2 separate regions of the Sus scrofa genome follow, and region 2 is linked to region 1. Evidence: chromatin contacts called from public Hi-C data. All regions are on one chromosome and are shown on one strand. The core of a region is the stretch at or near the end of the contact, and the rest is flanking DNA. Distances in the headings are between cores, read along the strand shown. Region 1 has its middle 5.0 kb from the start of IQCA1. Region 2 has its middle 170 kb from the start of ACKR3.

Evidence for each region. A called contact is a pair of places that touch in the nucleus more often than the background predicts.
Region 2: a contact with region 1 is called in a Hi-C map of retroperitoneal adipose tissue, with 2.8 times the contacts expected there. The contact joins two enhancer-like sites. A contact is called at or near these places in 2 of 47 Hi-C or Micro-C datasets (retroperitoneal adipose tissue and subcutaneous adipose tissue) and 1 of 2 datasets of contacts at active chromatin or transcription factors (skeletal muscle).

Annotation. Positions count from the first base shown.
Region 1 is chr15:136,326,238-136,329,237 of Sscrofa11.1, forward strand. No RefSeq gene overlaps it. Among named protein-coding and RNA genes, the nearest start is that of IQCA1, 5.0 kb to the left of the region's middle. Within about 2 kb of position 1,589, at least 6 of the 83 cell types and tissues checked have an H3K27ac peak or open chromatin away from gene starts, as enhancers often do. A contact at or near this core is called in retroperitoneal adipose tissue, where this site is marked.
Region 2 is chr15:136,543,701-136,546,700 of Sscrofa11.1, forward strand. No RefSeq gene overlaps it. Among named protein-coding and RNA genes, the nearest start is that of ACKR3, 170 kb to the left of the region's middle. Within about 2 kb of position 1,546, at least 15 of the 83 cell types and tissues checked have an H3K27ac peak or open chromatin away from gene starts, as enhancers often do. A contact at or near this core is called in retroperitoneal adipose tissue, where this site is marked.

The DNA of each region.
Region 1 (3,000 bases), core at 339-2,838:
AGGTCCCTGAGATAAGGGTGCTGTCAAGGGCGTTGCTAATACGCAGCGGTATTACATCTACAGCATTGCCCGTATCTACTAGGCTGGTAAATATGGAAGTTGAAAATCAGGGTCGTATGGTCTGCCTTGTTTCAAAGACCACTTGTCTCTGCTTCCTTGTCTAAGAACTCACAAATCACTTTAATGATACCAGATGATACCAGAACCTGACCTTCTTTTCTGAGTCTCTCCTGGACTCACTTTCCTGGGAATCATGATAATTCAGCCAGATTTACTCACACCCTAGTCTCATGGAAGGTCAGCCCCAGAGTTAAAACATCCCAAAGCAGGTCATCTGTCTAAACCTCTGCCCAGGACAGCTTAAGCTGCCCCCAGGAGCAGGACCTTTTCACATCACTAGGTGGCGCATGAGCTGCCAGCCAATCAGAATGGGGTGTCGCCTCCAGCTTCCCAGGACCACCTTCTCACTCAAGCGCTCGGCTTCCTCGCCGTCTTCCTTTGCCAGCAAACCCCTTCTGTATTTCCCAGTAACAGCAAGGCTAAAACGTAATAAGACAGGAATAGATTCTACCCTAAGGCAGGAAAGCTCCTAGCTCCCAGCAGGCAGCACTGAGGGGCAACAACCCAATGCAGCAGCATGGCCTTAGGGATTAATTCCTTGAAGGGCGCAGAACGGACCTGGGCTTCCAGGGAGCCCTGTGCTCTGCTCCACCCTCCCTGACCTTCCTCTGTCCTGCTGACCCCATCTCTGGGGCCCTTCCGCCATGCCTCGCTGGATTAGAGTCTTTCTCCTCTGGCTGGAAAATACCAGGTCCACTTTGTTTAGTGACCATACCCTATATAATTGCTGGACATCTGAGGCCCAAATCATTATTCTGATTCCCCTTTCTATAATTTCTTCTAAATTGATCTCTTTCCCACAGCCATTAGATTTTGTTCTAACAGTTACTTTTTCGTTTCATTTAAAATGTAAATGCCGGAGTTCCCGTCATGGCGCAGTGGAAATGAATCTGACTAGGAACCATGAGGTTGCAGCTTCCATCCCTGGCCTCACTCAGTGGGTTAAGGATCCGGCATTGCTGTGAGCTGTGTGTAGGCTGGCAGCTGTAGCTCTGATTGGAGCCCTCGTCTGGGAACCACCACATGCCATGGGTGCAGCGCTAAAAAGCCAAAAAAAAAAAAAAAAAAAAAAAAAAAGTAAATGCCTTTTGGAGTTCCCGCTGTGATACACTGGGTTAAGAATCTGACTGCAGTGCTTGGGTTGCTGGGGAGGTGCCAGTTTAATTCCCAGCCTGGCGCAATGGGTTCAAGGATCAGATTCAACCCCTGGCCCAGGAGCTTCCATGTGTCGCAGGTTCAGCTGTTAAAAACAAGTCAGTGCCTTTTCACACAGCCCAATAATCCAGCTGCCAGCTCTCCGGGAAAACACGCCGTTCCAGTCCTCTTGACGTGTGTGACCTCAGTTGGGAAGATGTATGTTGATGTCCCCTTCTATACTCAACACCGCGCGGTGGAAGAAGACGGCTCTGCGGAGGGCTGCCTTCAAAGAGCAGAGCAGAGGCGAGTAAGTGCTACGGGGGTTCAAGTCCTCTGGGAGTTTAATAGAGAGAGGGGTGACCGTGCCCATGGGAAAGTAGAGAGGGTTGTGCTGTAGCTGGGCTTTGAGCTGGCTCTGACCTGAGGAAATAGAGGGAGACCATTCCAGGGAGGGAGACAAGGGGCGCAAAGGCTTCAAAGCAGAAGGGTGGGAAGCTGTGCCTCGGTTGATGGACGTTTTGGTCTGATGCGGAAGTAGGTTTGGCCTCCTGCCACCAGGGGGCGCGTGGGCTCAATGGCCGGCAGGGGCGTCGGGACTGAACTCCGTAGAGCCTTGAGTTCCACTTGCCCAGAATATTGGCATCATCAGGAGGCAGGGAGAGCAATGAAAAGACGAGAAGTGCAGACGAGTGGGGAAATGGAATGAGGTATAAATACAGAGCGATAACATCCAGCCACGCATCTGCAGCAATGTAGACGCAACGAGAGACTCTCAGATTAAGTATGTCAGAGAAAGACAAATACTATGTGATATCATTTATATGTGGGTTATGAAACATGGCACAAACGAACCTACATAAAAAACAGAAACGGACTCACAGACATAGAGAAGGAACTTAGGGTTGCCAAGGGGGAGGGGGAGGGAGTGGGATGGGTGGGGAAGATTGAATTAGTAGGTGAAAACTGTTACGTTTAGCATGGATAAACAATGCAATCCTACCGAGCCCCACAGGGAACTATACCCAGCCTCTTGGGATAGAACATGATGGAGGATAGGATGAGAAAAGAATGTATATATGTGTATGGCTGGGTCACTATGCTGTGCAGCAGAAATTGGCACAACATTCTGAATCAACTATAATTAAAAACACACCAATATTCAGCCATAATAAGAATAACAGTCTGATATATATGTTTTACCGCATGGATGAACCTTGAAATAAGCCAGGTTCAAAAGGACAGATACTGTATGATTTTGTTTAATATAAAATATCTAGAATAGGCAAATTTATAAAGAAATTTATTAGCAGTTACCGGGGCTGGAGGCAGGGAAAGGAGCGAAGGGAGTGTTTTCGCTTAATGAGTACAGCATTTCTATCTAGGGTGACGAAACATTTGGGAAATCATGCTGATGTTTGTAGAACACTGCGGATGTAGCTGGCGCCATTGAGTTGTATACTTAAAATTGGTTACAATGGCAGATTTCGTGCCGTGTATGTGATGGAATTCAGCCTTTAAAGGATCAGTGCTGTCAGCAGCAAAACCAGTTTGGGTAGGTCTCTGCAGGTTTTCTGCAACCTCCCACACCCCAGATGTACCCGAAAGGCAGCACATCCATCTCTAGGGACCAGCTTCCAAGCGCTCCTCTCAGTGGGAAGCCACCCACCCTTTGCCAAATTGCATATTTCCCCAAACACCCCTAGCGTGAGGACCATTCTTTTAAGTCTAGAGCACAGGATGTTG
Region 2 (3,000 bases), core at 296-2,795, 220 kb after region 1:
TTTGAGTTTTTAAGAGATCTAGATGTTTAGGTAATTTCTTGTTTTCGAAACACTCCAATTTGTTCACATTTAAAAAAAGCACTGTTGGGGTCCCAAAAATTGGGGGCAGTCTACTCCAGACCGTGAGTTTTAAGTCTTCAATTTAATGTTGGAAAGCGATACCCACTACTACACATAAAACAGGTGAACAGGGAGTTTCCGTCGTGGCGCAGCAGAAACGAATCTGACTAGGAACCACAAGGTTATGGGTTCGATCCCTGGCCTCGCTCAGTGGGTGAAGGATTCGGCGTTGCTGTGAGCTGTGGTGTAGGTCGCAGACATGGCTCGGATCTGGCATTGCTGTGACTCTGGCATAGACAGCGGCTACAGCTCCGACTGAACCCCTAGCCTGGGAACTTCCACATGCCGTGGATGTGGCCCTAAAAGGACAAAAAGAGAAAAAGAAAAAAAAGGTGAACAATAATGCTATAAAATTGGGTTGTGGTGATCACTGTACATCTATAAATGTAATAAAATCCATTGAGTAATTAAAAAAAAAGAAAAAAATAAAATAGGTGAACAACAAAGACCTACTGTAGAGCACAGGGAACTATATTCAGTATCCTAGGATAAACCATAATGGTACCACTCATGGGAAATAATGTGGAAAAGAATACATACGTGTATATGTATTTATGTATTTATGTATGTATCACTGACTCGCTTTGCTGTGTACTTGGGATTAGCCCAACATTGTGAACCAACCAGAGGTCAATACAAAAATTTTAAAAATGGAAGTTGGCTAGAAGATGAGGGGCCGTCACAGGATACGGAGAAACAGGGGCGGCTGGACAGGTGGGGTCCGGGGCTGTGGGGGCCAAAAGCGCGGGAAGGGTCTGCCCGGGTAACCTCAGCCTCTGGTCAATTTTTCTCCTTGCACGTGATTCTCTCCTCGTCCTGCAGAGACCTTTTCTCCCCGTGAGAGGTCAGTTGTCCGAACGCCTTCCCCACTCCTGACGTGGGCCTCCAGTCCTTCAGCATTCCAAGGCAGTGGTGCCGGTGACCCGTGACCCAGCACTGACCGTGAAGTAGGACGCTGGGGACGTGCGTCCCAGGGGGCCGGGAGACCGTAGGACCTGTGGCGGGGGCAGGAGTTGTGAACTGACCACCTAACTGAGTTCACAGAGAGGTGTGGTTTGGGCCACCTGGCGGGGGGCGGAAGGGGGGTAGTTTTTGGTAGCTAACTTTCACTGGGCAACACGTGCAGATCTGAAATCGGGTTTTCCTGGAAGTTGACGATGGGGACTCCGAGGCCTCCCCGCATGGCACCGCCAGCTGGGTTAGAGGGCCACTAACCATTGTCCTCCCCTGGGCTTGCTTGACCCAGTCCCCTACCTGTCTACACTCTCTGGGCAGGTGAGTTTGAGACCCTGTGGGGGTCAACCCCAGATCTCCTCTGGGCAGGAGACACAGGTGGAGTGAGTGAATGAGCGAATGAGTGGCTGAATGAATGAATGACCAAGCAGACGTGTCCTGCTTCTGTGCCTAGAACCACGACCTCTGTGTGAGGGGCAGAGCTGGGCTGTGGTTTGGGCCTCTTTCCCCTGCTTCCAGACACCACGCAGCCTCCTGGGTCTGTGCTGGGTGCCGCCTCCCTGAACCAGAGAAGGAGACGTTCCTGGCAAAGATTAGCCACCCCAAAGGCCATGGCGTACCTCCCCCACGTCCCCCCAGCCCCCTTAGTTTTGCACGTGGCTCAGTGGTTAATGAATCCAACTAGGAACCATGAGGTTTTGGGTTCAATCCCTGGCCCCTCTCAGTGGGTTAAGGATCCGGCGCTCCCATGAGCTGTGGCGTAGGTCGCAGATATGGCTCAGATCCGGTGCTGCTGTGGCTGTGGTGTAAACTGGCAGCTGCAGCTCCGATTGGACCCCTAGCTTGGGGACTTCCATATGCCTTGGGTGTTGCCCTAAAAAGCAAATAAAATAAAATAAAACAAAACAAAACAAAACAAAACAAATAAAATAAAATAATAAAATAAAATAAAATATTAAAAAGAAAAAAGAGAAAAGAAAAAAAGAAAAGAAAAGAGACAGTACTAGTGACAAAGTCGCCAGGACCCCTCCCCTCCCGGGTCTCCCCGGCAGCCTGCAGTGCCTGATCCCCGCTCAGCCACATCTTTTGCTCCGTCTTAGACCAGTTTCCAAGCTCAGACGGAAGCAGGTCTGTGCCTCCATTGTCCCAGGAAACCACGTCCCCGGGGTGGCCCTTGTCGTGAGCCTGGCTTCTCTCTCCCTGCTCAGCCCTCCCCACTTCCCGTGGGTGCCCCGCGAGGCCCGAGAAAGAGAAGGGCCATGTCACTGGTTCTGCATCACATCCTTTTCTGGGGAGCCCCAGCCGAGGGCGTTGGGCCGCTGATAAAATGCGGAAGCCAATGTGCCGGCCCCTCCGTGCCACCTCCGAGCTGGGGGGCGGAGGCCTGTTTCTTTTGGGTTTGATGAGTAAACCATGTGGAACAAAATCAAAAGCCCTGCTGAAGTCGACACAGATGCCATCTGTCACTGTCCCGGTCTGGTGGGCGGGGGAGGGGCACTGGATTAATTGACAGGCTCTTTAAAACCTTTGCCAGCAGTGACTCAAGGCCTTCTTTTGAAAAAATGCCCAAGTGAGTGAAAACAGTAAAATTTCACTTTAGCTTTCGAGTGGGAAGGGTTGGGTTTTGAGGTCAAATGTCTGGTGTAATCCTTTTCGGTTTAAAAACGCACATGGATGGTATCCGCTCATGTTCAGCTCTCCTCTCCTCCTCCTTCTGAAATGCATCCCTTGCAATTTATCAAGCTATTCTTAGACATTAAATACATCCCCTGCCTGGGCTAAGTTTCCTCTAATTGCAAAGGGAGGCATCTATTTGGGGCGAGAGTCTCTGGTGGGCAGTGATGAGTCCAGCTTAATTAAAAAGTTGTGCTGCCCTCTGTTTATCTGCTGAAACACAGTCCTGCCTCGGTGGACACTCTGGGTACC